Linked DNA regions of Mus musculus: all the other regions are linked to region 2. Evidence: chromatin contacts called from public HiChIP or PLAC-seq and promoter capture Hi-C data. All regions are on one chromosome and are shown on one strand. Each heading gives the region's core, a stretch centred on a gene start, on an enhancer-like site or on the middle of the called end of the contact. The rest is flanking DNA. Distances are from core to core; before and after follow the strand shown.

What was found. Promoter capture Hi-C pulls out the DNA fragments that hold promoters and counts their contacts. HiChIP or PLAC-seq counts read pairs in DNA pulled down with a chosen protein or histone mark. Capture Hi-C pulls out chosen DNA fragments and counts their contacts.
Region 1: a contact with region 2 is called in an SRF HiChIP or PLAC-seq map of embryonic stem cells, with 8 times the contacts expected there. The contact joins the enhancer-like site here to the promoter of Hddc3 in region 2. A contact is called at or near these places in 8 of 39 promoter capture datasets (the HPC-7 cell line, HPC-7-derived erythroid cells, embryonic stem cells and 4 more), 5 of 115 datasets of contacts at active chromatin or transcription factors (embryonic stem cells, large pre-B cells, pancreatic cancer cells and 1 more) and 2 of 9 other capture datasets (adipose tissue and liver).
Region 3: a contact with region 2 is called in a promoter capture Hi-C map of embryonic stem cells, with 3 times the contacts expected there. The contact joins the enhancer-like site here to the promoter of Hddc3 in region 2. A contact is called at or near these places in 5 of 39 promoter capture datasets (the C10 cell line, embryonic stem cells, hematopoietic stem and progenitor cells and 2 more), 1 of 15 datasets of contacts at CTCF or cohesin (large pre-B cells), 2 of 115 datasets of contacts at active chromatin or transcription factors (embryonic stem cells and large pre-B cells) and 1 of 9 other capture datasets (liver).
Region 4: a promoter capture Hi-C map of hematopoietic stem and progenitor cells shows a contact between it and region 2. The contact joins the enhancer-like site here to the promoter of Hddc3 in region 2. A contact is called at or near these places in 13 of 39 promoter capture datasets (the 3T3-L1 cell line, 3T3-L1-derived adipocytes, the C10 cell line and 7 more), 2 of 484 Hi-C or Micro-C datasets (bone marrow-derived macrophages and liver), 5 of 115 datasets of contacts at active chromatin or transcription factors (bone marrow-derived macrophages, embryonic hindbrain, embryonic stem cells and 1 more) and 2 of 9 other capture datasets (adipose tissue and pancreatic islet).
Region 5: a contact with region 2 is called in a promoter capture Hi-C map of pancreatic islet. The contact joins the promoter of Anpep here to the promoter of Hddc3 in region 2. A contact is called at or near these places in 3 of 39 promoter capture datasets (embryonic stem cells, liver and pre-B cells) and 1 of 9 other capture datasets (pancreatic islet).

The regions. Positions count from the first base shown.
Region 1 is chr7:80,743,930-80,748,986 of GRCm38.p6, reverse strand. Iqgap1 (IQ motif containing GTPase activating protein 1) reads left to right here. Exons shown (of 38, transcript NM_016721.2): 15 at 1-163; 16 at 4,779-4,869; 17 at 5,027-5,057. Among named protein-coding and RNA genes, the nearest start is that of Iqgap1, 57 kb to the left of the region's middle. Within about 2 kb of position 3,541, at least 68 of the 459 cell types and tissues checked have an H3K27ac peak or open chromatin away from gene starts, as enhancers often do. A contact at or near this core is called in embryonic stem cells and stem cell-derived neural progenitor cells, where this site is marked.
Region 2 is chr7:80,340,124-80,345,089 of GRCm38.p6, reverse strand. It overlaps Hddc3 (HD domain containing 3), which reads right to left and starts at 1,953. Exons shown (of 4, transcript NM_026812.2): 1 at 1,841-1,953; 2 at 1,496-1,551; 3 at 1,134-1,374. The coding sequence starts at 1,952. It overlaps Unc45a (unc-45 myosin chaperone A), which reads left to right and starts at 4,871. Exons shown (of 20, transcript NM_133952.2): 1 at 4,871-4,966.
Region 3 is chr7:80,003,763-80,009,238 of GRCm38.p6, reverse strand. No RefSeq gene overlaps it. Among named protein-coding and RNA genes, the nearest start is that of Zfp710, 20 kb to the left of the region's middle. Within about 2 kb of position 3,883, at least 17 of the 459 cell types and tissues checked have an H3K27ac peak or open chromatin away from gene starts, as enhancers often do.
Region 4 is chr7:80,650,839-80,656,140 of GRCm38.p6, reverse strand. All of the region lies in intron 2 of Crtc3 (CREB regulated transcription coactivator 3), which reads left to right. Gm51450 (a long non-coding RNA gene) reads right to left here. Exons shown (of 3, transcript XR_003946653.1): 3 at 1-4,295. Among named protein-coding and RNA genes, the nearest start is that of Gm51450, 5.6 kb to the right of the region's middle. Within about 2 kb of position 3,635, at least 63 of the 459 cell types and tissues checked have an H3K27ac peak or open chromatin away from gene starts, as enhancers often do. A contact at or near this core is called in the HPC-7 cell line, bone marrow-derived macrophages, hematopoietic stem and progenitor cells and 2 more, where this site is marked.
Region 5 is chr7:79,845,627-79,851,376 of GRCm38.p6, reverse strand. Anpep (alanyl (membrane) aminopeptidase) reads left to right here and starts at 3,167. Exons shown (of 21, transcript NM_008486.3): 1 at 3,167-3,232.

The DNA.
Region 1 (5,057 bases), core at 2,292-4,791, 400 kb before region 2:
GATTTTGGCCATCGGCTTGATTAATGAAGCCCTGGATGAAGGGGACGCTCAGAAGACTCTGCAGGCCCTGCAGATCCCTGCAGCCAAGCTCGAGGGCGTCCTTGCAGAAGTGGCACAGCACTATCAAGACACGCTGATCAGAGCAAAGAGAGAAAAGGCCCAGGTGAGCCACCCCCCACCTCTACCTCTCCATCCCCCATCCTTGCTGAAGTTGTTAATTGAAATATAAGATCCTGAACAAGTCAGACAAAGTATTCAGTTGTATAAACTTTCAGAAGCAAATGTACCTGTGTGATTAATGTATAGCAAGAGTTATCAGCACCCCAAAACTCTCACTCATGTCCCCTCTGTCCATACCCATCCACTCCCCATTTGGTGGCCCCCACTATTGCAGTTTTAGACACTATAGTTGACTTTAGCCCTGTATTTAAGTGCATCCATACACTGTGTGCATCTCTGTGGCAGGCCTCCTTTCTCTAACACGCTAGTGACGTTCATCCACACACTGTTGTTGTGTACAATCCTGCTGTGTTATTGTTTTCTGTTCCTGGAAGTTCTAGATTCCGGGTTTTTGACTTCTCAGTTGGTTCTTCTTTGAGAAGCCTAATCCGTACCTTTTGGTCGATAGATGCCTGTAAGTGGTGCTGCTCAGTGATGGAAAGCTTGCCTCTCGTGGATAAGGCTGTGCGTCTCGTCCCCTACACCTCAAACAAAACCCAAAACCAGTCATGTACAGATTTAGGACAGCCATTAGTGGGTCAGAGGAAGAACATAGAAGCTGAACTTTAGTGGAGAAAACCATAACTCTTGCTTTACAATACTTTTATTAAGATATAGTTCACGGGGCTGGAGAGATGGCTCAGTGGTTAAGAACACTGGCTGCTCTTCCAGAGGTCCTGAGTACAATTCCCAGCAACCACATGGTGGCTCACAACCATCTGTAATGACATCTGACGCCCTCTTCTGGTGTGTATGAAGATAGCTACAGTGTACTCATTTTATACATAAAAATCAAAACAAAGATATAATTCTCATACCATGTAACTCACCATTTTAAAATGCATGTCAGTGGTTTCCAGTATAATGCTAGAATTGTGAAACACTCACAATCACTGTTAGGGTGTTACCATCCACAGAAGAAACCTGTACCTCTTAGGGGTCCCTCATTGCTCAGTCTCCCCCAGCCCCAGGCAACCATCAGTCTCCTGTTCTATGGGTTTTGAATTCAGAACACTTCATATGATGTATTGACCTTTGTGTTGGCTTCATTTAACTTTGTGCAAGTTGTAGCCTGTGAGTGGTGGCATTTGAAGCATTTCACTTGCTGTGGAAAGGAGAAAAGGCGTAAGGTGACTACAGGGAGCCTGGAGGAACATCCTGGCGCACACACTGCACTTCGGGTAGAATTGTCTTTTTTTAGGCATTTGTTAGCTTCCAAGTCCTACAAACCATCTAGGGAATAGCGTTAAAAATAGTTATTGAATTCTAAATTTAGCAAGCATAAAATTGTACTTTAAATTTAGTCTGTAGCTGGGTGTGGTGGCACATGCCTGAGCCCCAGCTCTGCCGAGGAGAAGCCACATCAGGAATTCATGCTCGCTCTCGGCTACACAGTTAGTTCAAGGCTAGCTTGGGCTCCATGAGACCCTGTCTCAAAAGTCAAAAACAATCAAAACCCCACATAAAGTATTTCATGTGCAGTTCTCTCGGTGCTGTCTTTGTGTCTGTGGTGATCCCGGGGCTGAGAGAAGTTTTCCAGAGAAGCCGAGTCTCCTGGGCCCTTATTTTGTTGTGCATCCTTTGTCACTGGCTCGACGTTACCCTGCCACCCTGTTGCAATACTCACTTCTCTCTCCCCTTTTCTTGTTAACTTTCCCACTAGAGCATCAGAACTGACCTGTCTTCAAGTTGACTTTCTCCCTCCTCGTACACAATCAAATCTGCTTGAGTTATTGTACTTTCTGTGTTTAAGAGTGTGGTTTCTCTCTGTTGATGCTCCTAGGTAATGTTGTCATACTTTAGTGCCTGCCGCAATCCCCACTAATTCTTTAACATATATAAAATAGCTGATCCGAGTCTTGGCCCACAAGTTCACCTTGAGGCACTTCAGTGGTAGCATCTGTCTGTCGTCTGGTGGGTTTGTATGTCTGTCCAGTCCCTGCATGCCTTATTTTTGTTGTTGCTGTGTGTTTTATTTGGCAACAAAACATTCTACTGATAATGTGTTAACTGCAGAAATCAGATTCCTGCCCTCATGCATCACTTATTTGGTGTTCTAGGGTTTTTGTTGAGATGGGGGCTTGCTTCAGTGAGATTGCAGGTGCACAGCTGTTCAAGGCGTTTCTGAATTCTGTGAACTGTCTTTGTCATGTACATGCAGGAAAATCTCCCTAATCAGCTTGTGATTTGCTAACAATTGGACAGGTGTCCTTGAATCCCTAGACCCTGTAAAGCCTCCCTGCCCTGCTGAGGGGCCTCCCTGCCCTGCTGAGGGGCCTCCCTGCCCTGCTGAGGGGCCTTTGTGCTTTCCGCTCAGTAGGCAGGCTGTTTACAGCTGTGCAGCTTTCTCTCCAGGCTTGGTCAGACACGGAGCTTAGAGCTTTCGATTTTATTGGAATATAATTTGCAGGCCATATGATACATCATTATAAAATTTGTGTCATTGCCTCCCCTATGTTCACAATCACTTATAGAAGAGTCTCTGCACCCCATCTGTACCAGGTGTGGCCCTCTCGGTTCCCATCCAGGTCAAGGGTCTCACAGCTCACACCTCTTCTCCAGATTTGCCTTCTCAGTGTTTTTGGTTAGTGGTGGTGGTGGTGGTGGTGAGACTGTACATTATCACCACAAGCATCAGTGATGCTAAACAGCTGGGGAAGGCCCTGGTCATCCAATGAGGATAAGGGATGGGGGGGGGGGGAAGCACTGGTGACCTCCCAGGGAGCACCAGATAGGTTGTGGGAAGATGGAACAGCACCGAGCTCACGTTCTTTCTCACTCAGTGGGAAATGCCTTTGTGTCAGCTCTTAACTGTTACAAACCTTCCTTCATCTTGTCAGCTTACAAAAGCTAATCCATGCTATTTTTAGCCAGGATTTTTAGTGAGAAGTTTCTTAGAAGTCCCGAGTCTGCCATTTCATTTCTTTCCTTACTTGAAGTTGGTGCCTTTGGAGCACTTTGTAAGAATGATCACCAGTCCCTGGGTAGGAGAGTCTTAATGCCCAAGGTGAGCATCACTTTACTATTATGTACATGCGTGACTTTTAAAACTCTCTTCCCATCTGTATACACATGCTTGTGTGTAAGCCACCAGGAACTAGTTAGAGCATATGCCAGACCAATTTCTCTTCATTCTCTTGCCTTTCATACCTTAGCTCCATTGTTTGGTCCTTATGTGTGAGGATTATGTGTGAAAGAAAGGTTAACCGTAGCTCTTTGTTTTACCCTGCATGGGGCAGTGGGGGATAGGACTGTGAATAGTCAGAACGCTTGCAGAGCGCTCTCTCCCTGCAGGGGAAGGCTCTCCCTTGGCCTCCCAGCTCTGCTGTTAGCTGATTCTTCTTGGAATGCATGTGAGATCAGCCTAGCAGTGAACCCGCAATGGCTGGATTCCAGCCCACGGAAGTGCCTTTGCTTTGGTCGTAGCGTTTGTGGGCAGTTTCTCTTGCAGACTAGGACCATCCGCCCTGTTGCCTCTGACTTCTCAGCTCTTGGAGTCACAGCCTGTGGCTGCCGCATTGTGGCTTCACCCTGCAGTTGATGTTAGCATTTACAGTACTTTGAGGACTCGGAATTGTGTGTGGCCATTCCCCATCTTCAGTATATGTAACATGAACACATGAGGAAAAATATTTGAAGGGAGACAAGAAACCAGCAAAGGGGGGGGGGATCAGGGAGGGTGGGGGTGAATAATAAAATGGTATATGCATCAGAATCCTATATTGAACCCTTACATGTTAGCTTAAGGAAAAATAAACTATAGCAAGAGTGAAACAAGCCAGTTCTGCTCCATCACCTCTGACACAGGAGCCCGCTCAGACTGTACAGCTTTTCTGGCTATCTCGTCACCATTTATTAGAATCCTGTGTGTGGACATGTGTGTTTAGTTTCCAGCAAATGATTTTAAAATGAAAGGCTTAAGCAGGGCATGGTGGCATACACTTTTAATCCCAACTTTTGGGAGGCAGAGGCAGAGGCAGGTGGATCTCTGTGAGTTTGAGGACAGCCGTGTCTACAGAGTGAGTTCCAGGACAGCCTGGGCTACACAGAGAAACCCTGTCTCAAAAAACAAAGCAAAACAAACAAAAAAGAACTCTTGCAGTAGCAGTAACTCCAGGTTTTAAATCTGAGAAGGAAAAGGATCCGGTTACATAAGACATAAGCGTTGGTTGTATTGGAGAATTTGAGCTGCCTCTGTGTGTGTTTCAAGGGCAAAGGAAGCTTTCTGGACCTTGTGTATTAATACACATACTCTGGCCTTTGTCATACGGTACAAGTCCCTGGGCCCCTTCCCAGTGTACCTGCTCCTGCGCCCTCCACGGCTGTCAGCTTCCTGAACAGTTTGAGTGGCCTTCATTCATTCATCCATTGCTTACATTGGAGCCATTTCCTGTTTAACTTTAGGGCAGGGTATTTGATGCCTGGCTCTTTTCATTCACTTAATCCACGGCTCATCTGTGGAGCTTTTTCTTCTGTAGCTGAGCCCCAGAAGGCCCTCATCACACATACCCTGATGTTCACCATGGCTTTCGTACTGTTTTGCTTTCAATCATATGTAGGAAACACAGGATGAGTCAGCTGTGTTATGGTTGGATGAAATTCAAGGTGGAATCTGGCAGTCCAACAAAGACACCCAAGAGGCCCAGAGGTGTAAGTATCCATGTGTCTGTTGTCTGGCTCACGTGTAGGTGGAGGGTGAGGTCAACAGGTGCTGGGCAGGGTAGCTGGCCAGTAGGTATGCTGGGTGAAGTCATGTGAACACAGACAGCCCCTAAATTGCTCCATTAATAACTCTCTTCCGAGACAGTTGCCTTAGGAATCTCTGCCATCAATGAAGC
Region 2 (4,966 bases), core at 704-3,203:
TTCTGTAGTTCTGGTTAGCTGGGGCTGAAGAATCAGCTGTGATTAACAAGATACCAGAACTACCAAGCAAAAACTTTGCATTACTGGGACTATTGATGCTGGTTAGCTGGAGCTAAGAAATTAGCGGTGATTAAGAAGAGACCAGCATCATTGAGGTGACATCTTCTGGGAAGTGTTTTCTGAAAGCACAAAGAGGCAGTGTTCCAGAGATGGCCAAGGATGTACTCCTGCTGCAGTGGGACTTGGTAATATGTAAGGGTCACCCAGGTGGTACTGGTTTTGAAGGCATGAAGGGGTCACGCAAAGCAGCTGAGGTTCGGTACTGTGAGAGGCCATGGAAGGCCATTGGTGAAGGTGCAGCCTCAGTTGCAATTGAAGGCCCAGGACTGAAGGGGTCATGCAGTGTTTTGGAGATGCCAGTACCATGAGATGACCACCAAGAGCAGCAGCAGCAGTGGGGTACAGGCATCTGGAGCCTAGAGGACGATGCGTGTGCTACAAAGGGCCTGGCTGGAGAAGTTACCCAAGCCCTTGGAGGAGCCCAGAAGATCGTGAGTTGGATCCCAGACATTGGACGGTTGGAGATTGACTTTTGCTTTTGATTGTGACTGTGCCCTGATATTTTCCCTCTTGAAGGAAGAAACTGTTTTAGTGGAGCCCACAGTTAAGAGACTTTTAATTGTAAAAAGACTTTGGATTTTAAAAGAGATGGATATTTTAAAGAGATTGAAATTTTAAGAATATGTAAAGGCTGTGGGACTTTTAAAGTTATTTAGATCTTGGGGATGAATAAGATTGTAAGGGTTGAGGCTTACTAGTGATGTTTTTGTGTGTCAAGTTGACAAGGGGTCAATTGTACTGGCTAATTTTGTGTCAACTTGACACAGCTGGAGTTATCACGGAGAAAGGAGCTTCTGTTGAGGAAATGCCTCCATGAGATCCAACTTGCTTCTTGGTCATGATGTTTGTGCAGGAATAGAAACCCTGACTAAGACAGAGGTTTAGTCGGAGGTGTTACGACCACCCCTCCCCACTCTACCCCCCGACTTATTTCTGGGAATCTAACCAACCTGTATTTTCAGAAGCTGGCCATCCCCTCCCCCTCTCTCCTCAGAGCCAGTAGGAGAGCATACCTGTAGGGGTGCAGCGATTCAGGTCCCTCAGATTGTATAGCTTGTCTGCCAGCTTCACCAGTTTGGCCCCTGGGCTGCTGTGTGGTGCCTGCTCCACCTGTTGCCGCTTTCTTTCCAGTTTGGGCAGAGTCTTGTCATCTGTTACCTCCTCCACCAAGCGTCGAACCTGTGCTCCAAAGTGCAGCTCTACCTCATCCAGGGTAGTATCTGTGTCTTCTACTGTGTCATGGAGCAGGGCGGCCTGGGGATAGGTTACCATTCAGCCCAGTGACACTAACCTACTAGCCAAATAAATAGCACCCATTGTTCAACAGTACTCTGGTTTCCCGCACCAGCCTCCTGGCAGAGAAGGGTAGCCTTACCTGTAACACCACAATATCAGTGATTCCAGCCTCATGGGTTAGGATCCGGGCTACACCTGGCAGGGGCAAAGCAGAAGTCAGTCTAGAAGGAGCCAGATGTAGCACCTCACCAGCTGGATGACCTTGGAAAGTCCCTTACCCTCTTGGGATATCGACTGTACCAAGGGAGCACTCCTGCCTTCTACCCCAGGTGAGGCTTACACGCATAACGCATGAAAAGTGGTTGATACAACGCTTGGGACTCGAAGAAGGCGCTCAGTAATTTATATGCGCTTTGTGTTCCCGTCCCAGTTAGTCCCCACCCGCCACGGGCCGCGAGGGCTGCTTCCCAACTGGCGCGCCCACCGATGGGGTGATTAATGTAGGGAGTCCCTTCAGGATCTTTTCGTCGCTGCTGTCGGTGTTTGTGAGCGGCGAAGTCAGCAGCCTCCAGCAGCTGAGCTGCCTCCGAGCCCATTGCGCTGGTGGCGCGAGGGACTGAAGCTTCGGAGTCCGAACAAATCACCTATAGCGCCGCCTGGCGCTTCGGAGGCTCGGAGAACGGAACTATTTCTAACAAGCTGTAATTCATTCATCCCCCCTCCCCCAACGTGTGTGCGCGTGCGTGTGGATTATAGAGGCTATAAGTCTCCACCTTAGTTTTTGGAGACAAAGACTCTCCTTGAACCTGTAGCCCAGGTATTTAGCAAGACTAGCTACCGAACGAGTTTCAAGGAGTCTCCTGTCTCTGCCTCCACAGTACAACAGGCGTAGGTTGCCATCCCCAGCTTTTTTACCTGGCTATTGCAATAATCTGAAAGAATGCAAGTCCTTATTCTTGTGCAGCAAGCACTTTACCCACTGAACCATCATCCCATTCTCAACGGAGGTTCTTTAAAGACCGAGATCCTGGATATAGAAGTTTTCAACAATCACAGCGGCTGGTGCAGCGTTCTCCCCACCATGCCCCAGGACGTAGTAGAACTAACAGTCTTTGCAGAAAAGGGAGACAAAACCAAAAGTGATAGTTTCACAGAGTGCTGGGTACAGAGCTGGAAGGCACGGGTGGCCGTGGGATCGTGGGGGGAAAGCCCATTTTATCTAGCCTGGGAGGCAGAGACAGCGTCTTCCACGAGAAAAAGGCCATCTACAGCCTGGCACAACACCCAGACCGTTTTCAACGTGCTCCAAACATCGCTCTCCTCACAGGGTCAGTCTCTGTTATCTTGGGCATCTGAACCTAACATCTTGGCCCTAGAGATGCTAGGATTTGACCTGGAGAGTTGGATCTTGCTTAATTGCTTCAGATGTGGGCTCCTGGGACACAACACTGTTTCTACAGAAACCGTTTGCATTCATCTCTTGAATCATGAGGGAGCCTGCTTCAGTCCCCAGACCTCTGCTCTGGGCCCTTGAGGTAGTGAGTCTTGTCCCCGCGGTTTCAGGAGCATAGTGTTGCCTAGCTTGGGTAGGCACTGGAACAATCCTTCTCTCTTTACCGGCCATCGAGCTTTGGATCTTCTGGAGAAATCCCGTCTTGGCGTTGGCAGCTCTGAAGTATGAGGGATAAGCAAGACCTTGGCATCTCCCCAAAGGGTTCTGAGAAGTGGAGACAGCCAGCTGCTAAGTGTATTCCACCAGGCAGGTAGCTTTTGTGTCTGGGCTGGCAGCTGGGGAGATAAGGCTCAGGGGAAAGCCTAATGACTGGACTCTCTGACAGGCTTGGTGGTTGCCATGGCGCTGCAGTTACAGAGGGATGCCCCACAGGCTGAACAGAGGTCTCTGGGGTCTAAAATGGAATAATCCATATCCCCCAAGGTGTCCGTGCAGCCTAGAAATTGAGGAATGGGTAGATAGAAACACAGTTGGCTTCACACGCTCATTTCATTTCTTTCTTTCTTCTTTCCTTTCTTTCTTTCTTTCTTCCTTTTTGACAATGGCTCAACTTTTTCTCTCCTGGCATTCCTTTCCTCCCTTCTGCTTAGGAAATCATAGGCAGTTTAGAGCCAAAGGCCTCACATTTCCCAGCAGATGATAGGACCCAATCACTCTCATCTCTCCACAAGCTTATAATAGAGGAGTTTTCACCCCTGCAAATCTTGGGACTTTAATTTCAGCTTCCTTCTTGTCTGTAGCCAGGGCTTAGAACCCCTGTTGGATTCCTAGGACTACGACTGAGGTGGAGGCGACTTCTTATGGGCCTCCAGGGGAGAGGTCCAGGGCTCCTGCTGACAGGCCTGTGTGGGGGACTGCTTTTCAGTTGGATGAATCTTGCCCAGCCAACCGACCTCTCAGGTATAATACTTTCCCTATCCTCTGAGGGTGACTTGGGGTACGGGAGATCTGATGGTGAGGGGTGGAGAGAGCCTCCTCTTCTCTTCTCTTTGGGACTTGGACCCCATTTTGCACTTTGAGCAGGGTGAAGGGGATGTGGGTAACCTCCCTTCTCTATAGACGTCTTGCTTCTCTCCAGCCCTGGCTCACCACCCCCATTTGTGCCAGACTACACGGGATGCAGAAGGCGGCCACTACCCTGGTTTTTTCTGTCCGCGCCTCTCTGACACTCCCGAGGAAGCCTACTGTTGCCACCTGCAGGCTGCCGGGGGTTCCTGCTGTACCCTGGATGAATTTGAGGCCCTGTACCAAGTTAACTTGTCTTCGCTTCAGCCACCACCCATCCTCAGGTAAGAACTCTAGTCCCGGATTCGCAGAACACTGGCAGAGTGCTCCCGTGTCTTGGGCACTGTCCTTGAATTCTGCAGTGGGAGACTTGTAGCTTCCAGATTAGTGGAGAGGAAGTCACTAAATCATAATTACAACCAATGCTGTAAATGAAAACAAGTAACAGAAGCTGCTTTGTCTTAAGGGGTTTGGACGGTGTTAATAAAGAGGATTTGTTAATCTTGGACACATTGTAGTAGGAGGTTTAATTCTGAATCTGCCGCGTTTGTCTTCAAGGTACTTGCGAGCTCCCAGATTTGTATGCAAAATATGTGTATGCATCTGTATTTATCCCCTGCTCTCGTGGGACTCTGGGCTCTGCAAACCCTGACTTGTAGCAGCCAGTAGACAACCTTGAGTCTCTCCTGTCTCCCCAGGGGTCCAGGCCCGCTCCTAGCACTGGGCATCTACACTCTACTGCTGATGGCACTGATGACTACAGATTTCGTGCACTTCTGCCGTGGTCGGGGACGGAGAGAAAAACAAAACTCCAGCGGCTGCCGCCGCCTTTCCTTTAGAGCCTCTTCCGCGCGCCCTCTACAGGTTCCAGTGGGAACAGACTAGGCGCTCGTGAAGCAGCCCTGAGCCTGAGCCTGCGCCTGCGCAACGCGAGTACCCCGCCCTTGCACAGACCCAACCACTTCTTGGCCTCGCCTTGTTTAGCGTAACACTGACGCATTGCTGGGGCGGGGCAGTCGCCGGCATCTCGCGGATCCCAGGGACACCTTTGCTCTAAAGACTGCGCCTGCACTGGCTCTTGGAGCTTAGCTT
Region 3 (5,476 bases), core at 2,634-5,133, 340 kb after region 2:
AAGTTTTTTTTTTTAAAGATTTATTTATTTATTATATGTAAGTACACTGTAGCTGTCTTCAGACACTCCAGAAGAGGGCGTCAGATCTTGTTACAGATGGTTGTGAGCCACCATGTGGTTGCTGGGATTTGAACTTCAGACCTTCGGAAGAGCAGTCGGGTGCTCTTACCTGCTGAGCCATCTCACCAGCCCGTCCTCTGACTTTCTTATGCACAGTGGCATATGCACTGGCATACATCACACATGCATCATGCACACACACACACACACATATACACACACACCCATCACCATCACCACCACCACCACCATCATCATCAATGAAAACAAAAAACTAAGGTGAGTCATGATCAAGGCAAACCCCAGGCATGGGCGTCTGTCTTTCACATACAGATACGCACTCGTGCAAATGTACCTATATGCGCCTGGCCTGTGCACACACCCACAGCAATGGTACCTACACTATACACACACATAAACACACACAGAGCTGGGCATGGTGACAAACATCGGTGATCCCAGCACAGGAGAGCTAGAGGCAGGAGGATCGTTTAGGATATATAGTGAGTTCAAGATCAACCTGGGCTACCTGAGATCCTGCTAAAAATTAAATGGATTAATGAACGGGAGCAGAGCATGCATTTTGCATGTGAGAAGCCCAAGGTTCGTTCTCCATAGCCCACCCTCCACAAAAAGCTAACTCCAGGCGTGACAACGCCATTAACATTGTAACGTGTCATGGAGGCACCAGGACAGGGACAGAGTGTTATATTGAATTATTTGGGGTTACCAGGCATGAGATCTACCTATACACTACTCAAGAGACTGGGGGGTGGGGTGAGGGTCCTTTGTGCTCACAGCCTGGGCTCTAGAATGAGAATCCATCTCCAAATGAAACGAAGATCTCCCTTTTCTCTCTTTTGGAGACAAGCTCTCATGTAGCCCTGTCTGCTTGAAAGTGCTGTGGAGTTGGGATGACCTTAAACTTCTGATTGTCCTACTTCTGCGCCCCGCTCTGTTCTGGGGTTACCTACCACATCTGATTTATTCAGCACGGGGAAATCAAAACTGGGGCTTCGCTCTTGCTAGGCATGCACTTCAGCATCTGAACCACATACACAGCACCCTTCCGTCTTCAGACAGCCTCTCAGCACGTGACTCTGGCTCCTCACAGCCTTTCCCTCAGCCTCCTGAGTGCTAGGATTACAAGGGTATGCACCCACTCCTGGCTTTCACCACCAAACCAACTGAAACAAATAGAAGTAAAACACATACAACACACACAGACACACAGACACACACACAAAGTTCGAGCTGGCAAGTTATGTGAAAAAAAATTAGTACCTCACATAATACAACAAGTAGATTCCATTCACAGTATATAAGCATATGACCTAACTATGGTCCTGTGGTGAATCAAAGAAAACAGCCAGAAGCGGTAGCTCATGCTTTTAATCCCAGCACTCGGGAGGCAGAGGCAGGTGAATCTCTGTGAGTTAAGGGCCAGCCTGGTCTACAGAGTTCCAGGATAGCCAGGGCTACCCAGAGGAAAAAAAACCCTATCTCAAACAACCAAAAAAAGAAAGAAAGAAAGAAAGAAACAAAGAAAGAAAGAGAGAGAGAAAGAGAGAGAGGAAGGAAGGAAGAAAGGAGAGAGAGAGAGAGAGAGAGAAAGAAAGAAAGAACGAAAGGAAGGAAGGAAGGAAGAAGGAAAAGAGAAAATTTTCAGATACCCAGTGAAGCAATAGCTTTTGAAGTTTAGAGTTTATAGAAATCAAAGGGAAAGAGGGTATTACTGGTAAATCAGTCAAGCTTGACAATTTTAAGAAAATTGTTTTCAATACATAATTGTAAATGTGTGTGTGTGTGCTGTATGCATGATTGTGTGTATGTGTGTGAGTGTGTGTGTGTGTGTGTGTGTGTGTGTGCGCGCGCGTGTGCGTGTGTATATGGTGCCCAAAGATGATGCCAGAAGAGGGAATTGATCTTCTCTGGAACTGATGTTATGACTGTGAGCCACCTGATATGAGTGCGAGGCACCACACTTGGGCCTTTTACAAGAGCAGCAAGCGCTCTCTACAGCTGAGCCAGCTCTTTGACCTCAAACAACATATATTTAAACAACATATAAAGCATGACAAAGCACTCTGGAGGCCGTGGGGGGAGAGGTCAAGGTTGACTTGGGGCTTCTGGAGGCTGGTATAAAAGGAAAGGAAGACAGTATTCTCATCCAAAATACAAATATAACAGGCACGGCGGCACACACCTGTCATCCTAGCACTAGGAAGACAAAGGCAGAAGGGCCAGGAGTGTAAGACCAGACTTGGCTATTTGATATCTTACCTCAAAACTCTAAAAAGAGGGAGGAGGAGGAAAGAGGATGAAGTGGAAGAATAAGAGGAGGAGGCAGGAGTGGTCATGTGGGTGTGGTAAGGTAGGCGTGTAACCTCAGGGCTTGGTGTGTAGAGGCCAGAGGACCAGGACTTACAGGCCAGATCCAATTACAGATGAATTTGGGGCCACCCTGAGCTACATGAAACTCTCTCAAAAGCCCAGAAGAAAAAGTTCCAAGACAAGCAGAAAGGCAGACTACCTTAATTTTTTATTATTATTATTATATCTAAGTACACTGTAGCTGTCTTCAGATGCACCAGAAGAGGGAATGAGATCTCATTACAGATGGTTGTGAGCCACCATGTGGTTGCTGGGATTTGAACTCAGGACTTTTGGAGGAGCAGTCAGTGCTCTTAACCACTGAGCCATCTCTCCAGCCCTTAAATATTTCTAAAACTATTTTTTATTAGATGCAGGTTAGCATACATACATATATATATATATGTGTATATATATGTGTGTGTGTGTATATATATATGTATATATATACACACACATATATATCATGTAATATATAATATATGAATTTAAAAAAAAGACAGGTTACTCAAGAGAAAATTCTAGAAAATGTCTCACGCCAGGTCATTTAGACCATCCCCAGAACATGCAGAGGCTGGCAGATCTCTGTGAGATCGAGGTCCAGCCTGGTCTACAAATCAAATTCCAGGACAGTCAGGACCATTACATTTAAAAAACCTAGCTCAATACCTCCCACCCCAGCCCCCAATAAAAAAAATAAAACAAAATGAAGAGAAGTTTGCGTGAACACAAGGTCAGGAGAAGCTGTAGCTGTTTGCTGTCCTTCCCCCATCTCATCTGGGCGGTAGCACCCACCATACCTGAGAAATTCTCCCAGACCAGAGGGGAGAGGCAAGGGGGCAGTGGCAGAGGGAGTCCCCTGCCCACATCCTTCTAAGTAGAGAAGCCGCCAGGGCTGTGGCTGTTCCTCCTGTAGCCTGTCCCTCACTTCCCTGGCCTTCCTGTAACAGGGGTGCACTGGGGAACCGCAGGCAAAACTCGGAGTTCACTGTCCAGCACCCCCAGACAGGTGTCACCTCCAGGAAAAGATTGACCTTGTGGCCTCCTTGATATCCAGAAGGCATGAAGGGAAGATGAGCCTTGGGATTTACTTACTTAGGTATTCATTCATTCATTCATTCATTCATTCATCTTGTGTCTGTCAAACTGGCCTTAAACTACTGACCATCAGCTTCTGGAGTGCTGGGATCACAGGTGTGCACCACAAAGCCTGGCTGACAAATGGGGTTTTAAGAAATGTGCGTGCGTGTGTGTGTGTGTGTGTGTGTGTGTGTGTGTGTGTGTGTGTGTGAAGTACCAAAGGGTGTGTGAGGAAAACCTGGAGTTGATTTTCTCTTTCCACCACGTGAGTTCCAGAGCATTTAAACGATGTTGTCAGGCTTGGCAGCAAACACCTTTACCTGCCGAGCCGCCCGCCGAGCCACCGAGCCAGCCTGACAGGTCGGCTTGCAGTGGGTGGAAGCCCTGGAGACTGGCACCTTCTCTTAGGCTGCACAGATCCCTACTGTTTGCTCACACAGAGCAAACCGACCGCAGAAGGAGGCTCAGCTCTCCATTTCCAGTCAACCAGGATTTAAACCCCAGATCCATGGGAATCGTGGAACCTCTTGAAGTCTGTTTCTCTTTCTAAAGGTCTGTTAAGAGCAGGATCCCTCGAGAGCTGCTATATTTAAGGCTTAGGTACCACACAGGTCTTGCTACTGGAGGAGAACTGCCATTCTCCAGCGTCTGCCTCAGCAGTGGCTAAGGACTCATGAGATTTGAATTGTGTGGCTCGTGGCTGCCGGCCCACCTCACCTGGATACTCTCCTGATGAATCGCTTGTGTAAAACAGTTCCCAGCCCCTGCCAGCTTCTGCGCCAAGCCTGCCTCACACTGGCCTTCATTCAATAGTCCCAGTGACCATGCGGAACCACCTGAAAGCCTGCCCCCCCCCCCCCCCCCCCCGTCTCCATGCTCTTTAGCATCCAGGACTAATTCTTGTTTCCCCTTTGAAGCTGTAGCCCGAGTAAGACCCCCTCTGCTTCTCAGCCAGGGCCAGCCCCCGTCTCCTTCCTCCCTTTAACAGACTGGAACTATTTTAAGTACGGGCTCAGAAGTCAGACTATCCATCCATCTCTCTTTTCTTTACTTATTTTTGGTGGTTTCAAGCAGTCCAGGCTGGCCTTGAACTTCTGATCTTTCTGCCTTCAGCCCCCAAGTGCTGGGATGACACTTGTGTGCCACCCTGACCTGTTTCTGTGGTAGTGGAAACTGTACATGCTAGGCAAATGTCCTACCAACTAAGCCACTACCCCAGCCCTAGACTCAAGCTTTTGAAAATATTCTCGGGGCTGGTGAGATGGCTCAGTGGGTAAGAGCACCCGACTGCTCTTCCAGAGGTCCGGAGTTCAAATCCCAGCAACCACATGGTGGCTCACAACCATCTGTAAGGAGATCTGACTCCCTCTTCTGGAGTGTCTGAAGACAGCTACAGTGTACTTACATGTAATAAATAAATAAATCTTTAAAAAAAAAAAAAAAAAGAAAATATTCTCTCTGGGTTCAGTGTCTGCTATGGAAACACGAGGTTCAGCTTCAGATCCCCAGCACCCCGTGTTAGTGCTGGCTGGACAAGGTGGTGCTGGCCCATCCCTTTAGGACTGGGGTAGGGGTGGAGATAAATATCAAGAGTTACTTAAACCTGTTAGCTCTGGCATCAGCAAGAGACTCTGTTTAAAAAAAAAGGTGGAGAGCGATAGGAGAAGATACCCTAAGTCAGTCTATAGCCTACACAGGAGCACATGCAGCTGAGAGTGTGTGCACACACAGACACACACACAGAGACACACACACACACACAAACATCCTCTCACACCAGTGGTGTTTTGACTAAATGTAAGTGTAAATAACTTCTTTCTAGATCAAAGCTCACCCCCACTTTCTGTTTTCTTTTTTTTTTTTATTTCATTCTTTTAAAGATTTATTTATTTCATGTATGTGAGTATACTGTTGCTGTTACTGTCTTCAGACACACACCAAAAGAGGGAATTGGATCCCATTA
Region 4 (5,302 bases), core at 2,386-4,885, 310 kb before region 2:
CTAATTGTGCCACAGTCTTAACCTCTTCTGTCCCCTGCCCCACAGCCCCCTATCCTTTCAACCAGATCTTACTGTGTAGCCTAGACTGGCCTGGAACTTGTAATCCTGTGTCAGCTTTTCAAGTGCTAGAGTTACAGGCGTGTGCTACCACACCGGCCTTACATAAAGCTCCTTAGAATCTGTGCAGGCTGGTTAACATCTGAGTGTTTCCTCATTGGCTGGATAAAAATAACCTTGCTGAAGTCTTAGCTGCCCTGGCTGGGGTCATCCAGACTGTATGTGAAGGCACTGAGTGCAACTCCAGGAGAGGCAGGGACCTAGGCAGTGGCAGAGCAGGGCAAGGGCGGAAGCTGTTTCTCCAGGTGCCCTTACATTTGGACTCTGAAATTCAGTTCTCATTCCTCTCTCTGGAACCAGGCCCTGATTGTTAGGTCGCTAAAGAGTGGCAGGTGGGAGCCACAAGCAGCACACTGCCTGTCTCTAAATTTTTAAGTCACCACATATTTTGGCTGTAGAATCAGCCAAAGTTTTGTTCCAGTTCCTTACAAAATTTCACAACATTTCAGGCGTTAGAATTGGTCCCTGTGTTGTGAAGCAGCTGGGTTTTATACTTTAGACTTGAAGATGAAGGCTTAGTGGTTGATTATTACGTTGGGTGTTTTCCAAGAGTCAATGCCATCTGTGGAAGTTTCTCTGTTGTCCCTAATGCCAGGTTCTGTAGCAGTTTCTCTGTTCAAAAATACAGCCTGTGTTCAGGACACTCCCTGGGTACAGAAATTGGTTTCCTTGGCAACAGATAGCTGGTGTCTTAGCTCTTTTCTTTCTTTACTCTTGGGGATGTAACTTCAGAAAGCTTTCCCCTCCCATTTTCTCCTGAAAACCCGTTGGAGGCAGTCACAGTAGTAGCTGTTCGATACCCATCTCTCAGTACCAGGGACTGAACGCGGCTTTTGCTAAGTAGGCACTCATATCATTGAGCCGTGTCCTCATCCCTGTTTAAATGGTTTATTTTGGGATAGTGTCTCAGTGAGGTGCCTAGGCTGGCCTCCTCCTTGCTCTGTAACTCAGACAGACTGGGAGCTCTCAGCCTTCCAGCCTTAGGCTTGCCCCAGCAGGTCCAGCTCACACTTCCCATTTTTGAGGGGAGTAGGAGGATCCTAGGAATTGAACCCAGGACTTTATAAGTGCTGGCAAATACACTGCCACTAAGCTAGACTTCCAGAGATTCTAGTTTGTTTATTCTTTGTCTATGTGTCTGTGTGTGCGCACATGTGTGTTTGTAGATATTGGAAGCCACAGGGTATGTGTGGAGGTCAGAGAACAGCTTTCAAGGAGAGTTGGTTCCCTGCTTTCACCATCTGGGTTCTGAGGGTGTCATCGTGTTTTTAACACATGTATTTTTTATTATTGTGTGTGATGTGTGGATGTGTGTGCGTGCGTGCCCGATCCCCACCTAGCGTGTGTTAGTGTATGTTAGAGTTTCTTCTTCTTTCATGGGCTCCAGGGCTGACCTCAGTCTTGGGCAGCAAACACTTAATGCACTGAGTCACCTCACCAGCCCTGGTGTAATTTCCGAGTGCAGAGGGAAACACTTCCCCACAGTGTTAGCCAGGAGGGGCTCATTTGATTGAGACAGCCTACTATCTCGTCCCAACTAGCCTGAAACTCTCAACATAGACCAGGCTGGCCTTGAGCTTGTACTGATTCTCCTGCCTCTGCCTCCTGGATTCCAGGACTCCTGCACCTGCTGGTCTCAGGTTGGCTCTGGTACTGCGGGTTGAACCCACTTCCCTAAGCTACACTCCAGTCTCTAGGCAGGAGTCCGGTGGTGCTCGGAGGACAGAAGTGTTGAGTGTCTGAGCTCTGTCTGTGTGCTCTGCCACTTCATTCTCCTGCTGGAGTGCAGGTTGGCATCTTCATCCCCATTATACTGATGCTTTCACAGTGACATACCAAAGGTCGCACAGTGGCAAGTGACGGTGTCATGACTCTGACCCAGTTTATCTTTCCCAGGCCTTTGCTCTTATTTAGCAAATAAAATAGAATACCCAGAATCAATCATGTGTTTTATTCTTTTCCAGTCTGTATAATTGCTTTACCTTTTTTTTTTTTCCCCTCCTGGACCCTTCAGCTAGTCACGGTGGCGTCACTTTTGCTTGGCTCTTCTCTTAGATTATGTGTTGGTTTTTCATTCCCTCGGCCACCTGAGCAATCTTTTTATTAATCTAAGCCTACCTTCACCCCTCAGCCAACTTTCCCTCCCTCCCTCAGCTTCTAAGGAAGTGTGTCTCTGTGGCGGTCCCACGCTCGTGCACTGAGCATTTCACGCTGGAACCTGGTCAGGAAAGGCCAGAGCTAGCAGTCTGCTCCCTGAAGTGGTCTCTCCACTGGGAGGGGGCAGCCAGGCCAGGGGTATGAGCTACCCAGCAAGAGCAGACATGGCCACTCTGAGCATGGTCTTCCCTCCCCTGAAGTGTCCATGCCCGAACTTATCTCTTCAGTATCTCACCGACATCTTGGCATTCATGAAGTTGCTCAACAGATACATTGGACCAGTCTGTGCCTGTTTAGCTTCTGAGTAGTTTTTGACAGTTGTTTAAAGTTAATTAATCAGGGTAGTCATCTAAAAGTTTTAATACATGCAGTTATTATATGATAATTAAAAAGAAAAAAAAATAAGAGCTTAGAAAAGCTCCAGAGTTAAATGTAACTTAAAACAGAGTGGCGAGCCTGCTAAACAAAGGGCCTGGGAGCGCTTGTGTAGCCTTGACTGGGTTCTGGCAGCAGCAGCGGCCCTCTTTGTCACAGTCCTCTGTCCATTTTGATTACTTGCCCTTGAGGAATAACAAAATTGTAGCGGCAGAGCAGACTGCACTCTTTCAGTACATAGGTGGAAAACTGGAAGCGAGAGAGATCTAGCCGTCAGCCGCAGCTGCTGTTGTCTAGCCGCAGTTGTGCAGCCCAGTCTGAAGCTTTGCAGCCCGGTGCAATTTGCCACGGTATTTGCCTTTGTTTCTCAAGTAGAGAGGAAATTCACTTCTTTCTTCTTTTCTCTTTTTCATTTTTCTTTTTATGTTTTGTGCCTTTGAGACAGTACCTTGCTGTGTAGCTTTGGCTAGTCTGGAACTCACTATGTAGACCAGGCTGGTCTTGAACTCACAGTGATCCTCCTGCCTCTGTTTCTCTGACAGGTGAGCTTCATAATACCTGACTTCCTTCCCTTCTTTCAATCAGGTTTCTACCAGGAATAGTTTGTGCTTCTGCTACATCTGTCTCTACCAATACTGGGCGCATAGAAACGACCACGTAGCATACACGGTGGCTAGGGCTTTGCATATGTTATTTATTTCTTCCAGGAACCCCAGAGTAGGTGCTATTACTGTCCCCAGCTAATGTATGTGGGCAAAGATGGAGGCTAACAAGGCTCAAGGACCTTCCTAGCCCACAGAGCTGTGTACCGGCAGATTAAAGCCAGGCTCTTTTGTTCTAGAGTTTATGCTTGTAACCATAGAGGTCCTGGCAATGGCTTTTCTTCTTTTGTTGGTTTTCTGAAACAGAACTATTTTCTCTGAATGCAGAAGTTGAAACCTGTTAAGGAAATTCAACCAGAGTATTTCTTGAAGAAAAAAAAGGAAACCGTTTCCTGCTTTCTTCATTTGTTAACCCCATGACATCATTGGGGCCGAGGCACTCTGGTCTCCCAGCTTCACACCGAGGAATGAAGTGGACATAATGCCTCAGGAGCTCCAGGAGCTGTGAGGGGCGACACTTGGCACTCTCTGACTGTTTGGTACCCTTTGTTTGATTTTTCTCTGCCTACATTTGGTTCTTGACACTTATAGAACTGTGCATCCAAGTCACGGAGAAAAGGCAAACGAGCCCCTGCCAGGACTGCAGCTTCCCAGCTGTGCTGGGCAAGGGCTCCCCTCGCTGTGCCCCTAGCTGGGCAAGGGCTCCCCTCGCTGTGTCCCTAGCTGGGCAAGGGCTCCCCTTCGCTGTGCCCCTAGTCTCATGATCTTTGGATTCAGCAACCTCTGGCACTTTGAGTTTGTTGTGTTTTCCCATAGGTAGACCATCAGGACGTAGGAAACTAAAGCCATGTAGACATTTGGAAGTGTTTGTTGTCACTGTAATCAGTGAAATGTTGCACCTCCGGTGGGGTGGCAGTTAGGAGTTCCAGAGCCCGGGCCAGACCCTGCCTCTTCTCTTCCTGAGCTTTGCAGCACATGGAGTGCTTGAGCCTCAGTTTCCTCATCTGTTTATTGGGGTAGTACTAGTCCCTCTTCACAGAGTTGCTGTGGGGATTAAATAAGACATTTGTGAAACATTAGCATTGTGTCATGTGCACTCTAAGTGCCAGTTCAGGCTAATTATTATTAGGCTAACAGTTCAGACTTTTTAACCCATTCAGTTAGGAAACAATTTGAGTTAACTCTTTGTTGTTGGTGAGAATACTGAAATTTGTGCCTAGTATAAAGACATTGAAATTTGGTACATGTCTTTTAAAAGCAGTTTAAGATCATGTTTCTCATTAATATAGAGAATATTAAGATTTCAGCTGGGCCGTAGTGGTGCACGCCTTTAATCCCAGCACTTGAGAGGCAGAGGCAGGCTGATTTCTGAGTTTGAAGCCAGCCTGGTCTACATAGAGAGTTCTAGGACATCCAGGACTACACAGAGAAACTGTACCATGAAAAACCAAAACAAAAGATTTCTTCGATTGATTATATAAAGGGAGACTATCATAAGAGAGTAAACCATTATACTCTTATGGAGGGGTTCTCTGTAAACATGAGTAGAGAAGTGGAACAGGCCATGTGGGATCTCCTGTGCTTGTGTGTGCAGCAGGAATGAATGCCCAGGCCCTCTGCATGCTAGACAGATGCTGCACTCCAGCTCTTGATCTCACACTCTGGGCTGCAAGCATATGCAAGGAAACTTGTAATAGTTTCTTAAGTAATACGTATATTATGCTACTGTCCTAATGACACCAAGTAATGACTACTCTAGCTAACCCAGAAGGCTATAATTTAAATCATTATTTTTTAAGTTGTTATTAGGCTAGAGATAGTAGGACATAGCTGTTATTTCAGCTTTTGGGAGACTGAGACAGGAGAATTGTGGCAAGGTTGAGACCAGCCTTGACTACATAGTGAGTTCTAGGCCAGCCAGGGCTATGTAGTGAAACTCTGCTTTAAGCAAGCAAGCAAGTAAACAAACAACTGGGAAGGTTAAGAAACAAGCCAAGTAGGCATGTTTTAAACCCAGAACTTTGGAGGCAGAGACAAAACAATCAGAAGTT
Region 5 (5,750 bases), core at 1,918-4,417, 490 kb after region 2:
CTTCCTCCCCCTGCTCTGCCTCAGCCCCAGTCCACTTACCCACTCAAAAGCTTGGGGTTTTGTTGCTGTTGTTTTCTTTATTCAAGACAGGGTTTCTCTGTGTAGCCCTGGCTATCCTAGAACTTGCTCTGTAGATCAGGCTGGCCTCAAACTCAGAGTTCTGCTGGCCCCAGCCTTCCCAGCCAGCTTTATTGTTGTTGTTGCTGCTGATAGTGTTTACGTTAAAAATCTGTGAGCTACACAGATTTTTCAGTGTCGCTCAGGCTGACCTTGAAATAGAGATCCTCCTGCCTCAGCAAGGATTGCAGACAGGATACATCACTAGTTAGTAAGTAGCCCCCCTCCCTCATCCCTTGCTTCCCCTCAGACTCTCTGGGTTTTGAGCCCCTGTATGCTGGATAAGTATTTTACCACTGAACTGGGAGCAAAAACAACAACAAAAATCTTGTAGTTAAAATCTTTATTTACTTTATCAAGAGTTATCCAGTATCTTTCCAGGCCTATGCCTATGATCCCAGTACTTAGGAGGCAGAGGCAAGAGAATTATGAATTCGGGCCAGCCTTGGCTACATAGTGAGTTCCAGCTTGGCCATAGAAGCTGGCCAGCTTGGGCTATAGGAGACAATGTCTTAAAAAAACAAACAAAACGGGCTGGAGAGACAGCTCTGCGGTTAATGCTGACTGCTCTTCCAGGGGTCCTGGTCACCACGCCTGCTCTTTACATGGGAGCCGGGGATCTTATATTTGCACAGCAAGCACACTCACCCACTGAGTCATGTTCCTAGCTCATAATGCTGACATTTTAATGTTTTTACCCCCTTTCTTCTCACGTTATTTTGAAATTTTAATTCTTTATGTAGTCAAATGTATTGATTTTTCTTTAGAGGCCTCAGATTTGCTAAAACACTTAAACAGGCTCTCTTTCTTCTCAGGTTCCCCTTTTAAAAAATCCCCCTGTGGTTTCACTGAAATATGTATGTTTTGCTATATATGAAATATTACATACATTTACTTCAGTGGTAGAGATCCATTGAGCCCAGGGCCTTGAACATTCTCTATCCATTTAGCCATGCCCCAAGCCAAAACATGACGTGTTTTTAATGATGGTATGGTATGTCACCATATGAGAGGACTATAATTTATTTAGCCAAGCCCCTATTGCAGAATGCTTAAGCTATGTTTTCCTTTCCACTACTATGAATTATACAGCAGCAAGAAGCCTATACATACATTTTCAACTCCCTTAGGCTGAGTTCCCGAAAACCACCTTCATTCTCAACCCCACAGCTTCCTCAAAGAGCAGGCGCCCTTCTCCTACTGCAGGTTCCTCTCAATACACCCCCTGTCCAAGACTGAGGTGGGAGCGTGCCCAGAGTTCACTCTCTCTTGGCCTGCCTTAGCCCATCTTTGATTTGTCAGCCATGCCAGATATGACAGAGGAAGTAGGCAGGCGTGGGTCTTGAAGCAAAAGGAAATCTGAAATTGACTCTCAGAGCTCTCCGGGGCCCACTGACTCTTATTTTGCAGGCAACTCACAACTCTAGGAAAGCTGCAATCCAGCAGAACAGTTAGAATTGCCTCATGGCTTTGCCTAAAGGCACCCTGGCCCAGCCATCTGATCCCAAAAGAAGGGACAGTTTGAGAAGAAAACAAGGCTAGTCTGGGACAAGGTGTGACTCAGTAGGAGGGCAATCGCATAGCAACCCCCTGGCCATGAGGTAGGGCAAGAGTAGAGCTAAGCTGTCTAGCAATGGAGAGGATGGGAATGTAGAGAGGACATCATTTACGATGCCTCTAAACCGGAGTTCCTACAGGTAAGTAGAGGTATGGGGTTCGACAGCTCAGGGTCTCCCTTGGAACAGGGAGATCACCTTGAATTATATGGGTGCATCGCATGGGAGAAGCCAGTCAGTATCAGAATGACAAAGCCGAGAGTTGAAGCACCGGTCACTCCTCGCTCCAAAGGTGGCCTCAAGCCAAGGAATGTGGGTGCCTCTAGCCATCGGAAAAGACAAAGATGCTCTCTCTTAGAGCTTCCAGAAGGGAAGCTTCCCACGGACACCCCGAGTTTCAGTACAGTGAGTCTGATTTATAAACAGTATGAGAATAAGCATGTGTCTTTTAAAGTTTGTGTTATTATAGCAGCAATAGGAAACTAATAGAAATGGTACCCTGAATTGCCAATAAAAAAGATGCCCAGGGAGGGAGTGCCCTGGAACACACAGTATCTCGAAGCGGAATGGGGACAAGAAGCATAAACTCCTGGATGCAATCCTTTATTTGCTAGAGGCTTCTAATAACTTTGACTTCTTGAAGACAGCCTAGGTGTCAAGAGTTAGCCAGAGCTTGGCCTGGAGAGGCTGAAGTCAAGGTCAGTCTGGGCTACAGTGAGTTCAAGGTCAGCCTGGATGATTCAGTGAGCCCTTTCCTTTAAAAAGAAATAAAAGAAAAAAGAAAAGGGCTGAGGATGTAGCTCACGGCTGAGCACTTATCTAGTACGCATGAGGCACTGGACTTAAACCACAGTACTAGAAGAAAATAAGGGAGGGAGGGAGAGAGGGAGAGAGGGAGGAAGGGGAGAAAGAGAAAGGAAGAAAAAGTTAGAATTGGTGGATGATCCAGGCTCATGGAAAAAGTGTAGCAGTGAAGCAGGATTGTTGCTAGTTTGAGCTTGGCCTGGACTACATAATAAGTTCGGAGGAAGAGGAGGAGGAGGAGGAGGAGGAGGAGGAGGAGGAGGAGGAGGAGGAGGAGGAGGAGGAGGAGGAAGAAGAAGAAGAAGAAGAAGAAGAAGAAGAAGAAGAAGAAGAAGAAGAAGAAGAAGAAGAAGAAGAAGAAGGAAGAAGAAGAAGAAAAGATAATCAGATTAAGTTCTGTGGAAAGCCTCCAGAACTGTGGGGATTATCCTGTAAACTTTTGAGGCTGTGAGCCCCTCCCTCCAGCTGCAGATGTCTCCCAGATGTGGTGGGCGAGACACTGGGACAGCGGCGGCGCGAAGTGTGGGTGGGTGAGGGCGAGAGGTCTGGGTCTGGCGCGCTGGGGGCCAGGGGCCGCACCGTCGGGGGAGCGGCTGTTTGCGTGCAGGCGGGGAGGAGCGCGGGCGGAGCCGGGTGGGGGGGGGCGGGTGTAGTTCGGGCGGAGCGGTGGTGGGCTCGGGTTACTTCCCTTTAACCCGCCAGAGCAGGCGGGCGGAGGCGAGGCAGGAGCAGCTCGGAGAAGCGTGCAGTCCTAGGCAAGTGTGGGAAGGCAGCCATGGGCTGCGGAAGTTTGGGGACACCGGGTGTGGGGCTTGGCATCTGGGGTGCGGGAGCCAACTGAAGCTTCTGCCCCTACTCAGATGGGTAAACTGAGGTCCGGGAGCTGCCGAAGCTGTTGGAGTGAGTCCCCGAGGGTGCCAGCGGCTCTTGGCCTCCAGGTGTCTGCAGGGCTCCGAGGGAAGCTCCGGCCTTGGTGACAGAAGATGGCCAGGCCTGGAGAAAAAGGGGTGGCTGGAGCCCAGGAACGGTAGCTGGAGTCTGGTGGCCAGACTCAAGGGTTAGAGGGCGGGTGGTGAGGGACACATAGAGGACGGAGCCAGAGATGAGAGGATACAGAATGGCTGAAGTATAGAGGACTAGGGATGGCGCGAGTGGAACAGAAGGTGCACGCTGACCCCTGGAAGTCACGGAGCAAAGACACATGTTTCTGCTCTACAGTCCCAGTCGGGTTAGAGCGGCGGCCCTGGCCCTGTGCCCCAGCCTCTGTGAGGAGACGGGAACTAGACTTTATCCTAGACCCTCGGTTGCTGTGCTCGTCCCATGCATAGATAGGCATGCCTCCTGGATGCGCACCAGGATTCTGCTGCGGTGGCCTCCAGAGAGCAGAGCTGGTGGCAACCCAAGCTTTTTCAGCAGAGGGGTCTTTCCAAATAGACTACCTCCAATAAGGCAGGCTGCCTGCCCTGGAGAGTCTGGGCTTTGGTGACTTAAAACCCAATCCTGCTCTGAGGATACCAGTGACATGTGCTGTTGGGAGATTTCAGGGCACTTCTGTGACTGATGGATCTGAGGTCTAGGGATGTCAGGACCTTGGCCAGTTTATTTGTGAAAGTAGAACTTGGAGCAGGTGGCCTCCCACCTCTGTCAGCGTGGGTGGCTAGTAAGAAGGAGGTGGCCCGGCACCAAACAGGAAGACTGGCCACAATTCCCCATGGGGAAGGGAGCTTTTCCTACATGTGACAGGCCAGGTACAGGAACTAGGACTGTGGCTACGGTGGATTGTGGAATACCTGAGCAATGAGCTGTATAGCTTAGGTTGGCTTGGATCTCTAGGCAATCCTCCTGCCTCAGCCTCTGGATTTGATTATGGTACTCTCCCCCAACTCCACAGGATTTGAACCTAGGGTCACATGCATACCCTGCAGAGTTCCTGAGGGGGCCGCTGCAAGGTGCTCGCCCTTCAGCCCAGAATCCCAGCAGGCTGGTAGCCACTCACCTCAGGCTGAGGGATCCTATAGATTATACCTATGAGGGCAGGGCAAGGCCTCTGCAGAACTGTGTTTGTAGCAGTTTCTGCTGACCCCCGTCTTATGAGTATCACTTCTCAGAACAGTTCCCCATTCCTGATCATGGTCTGACTGAAGGGAATCTGTCCTTCTTGTGGCCTTTAAAGCCACTTCCATCAAAGAAAGTGTGGGACTGTATGACTAGTGCACTTCGCTTGCCCTACAAAGCCCCTCTGTCCCTGCCCCACAGGGACACTGCTCTGGCTCACAAAGGTCAACCTGCCATGGGTTTAATGTGGTTCCCACAGAATGGAGTGTCCAGAGCTCCCAAAGGAAGCACCCTGGGGATTGGCCCAGCCCAGCCCAATCCAGCTGTGACATGGGGATAGGCCATCAGCCAGGATGGTCCTGCTCTGGGGCCTGGTTTTAACCCTGGCTCTATACACTGCTACTTCAGAGTGGGAAGAGAGGCTACACACTATCCCCGAATTCCCTGCTGTGTAGTCTCACAGTGCTGACACCAGAACTCAGAGAGCTTTGGAGATAAACTGAGATGTGGTATGGAGCCCAGACTACCTAGTGTATGTGTGGTGTGCTTGCCTGTGTGTGCCTATGTTTGTGTGGTATGTTTGTGTTTGTTTGTGTGTGTGTTGTATGGTTGTGGGTATATGTGTGTATATAGTATGTTTGTGTATGATATGTGTACGTGTGTGTTGATGTGTGGCATGTATGTATATTTGTGGTGTGTGTTTGTATGTGGTGTGAGTATGTGTGTGTTTGTGTATGTGTCTGGTGTGTGTTTATGTATGATATATGTATGTGGTATGTGTATGTGTGTGTTTTTGTGTGCACGTATATATAAATATATTTGTGTGTGGTGTGTGTGTGCTTTGTTTGTGTGTTGTGAGTGTGTGGGGTGTGTATGTGTGTGGTGTGTTTGTGTGTGGTGTGTTTGTGTGTGTGTATGTGGTGTTTGTGGTGTGTATGTATGTGCTGTGTGGTATATGCTGTGTGGTATGTGTGTGTGGCATGTGTTTGTGTATGATATGTGTATGTGACATGTGTGTGTGTTTGCATGTGGCATGTGTGTACGTATGTGACGTGTGTATGTGTGTGGCATGTATGTATGTATGTATTTGTGTGTGGTGTGTGTATATGTCTGTTTGTGTGTGTAGTGTGTGTTTGTGTATGATATGTGGTAAATGTATGTGTGTGTGTCCTAGATAGGGTTTGGTGGTTGAGACCTGCCAGACATGGGGGAGGCATT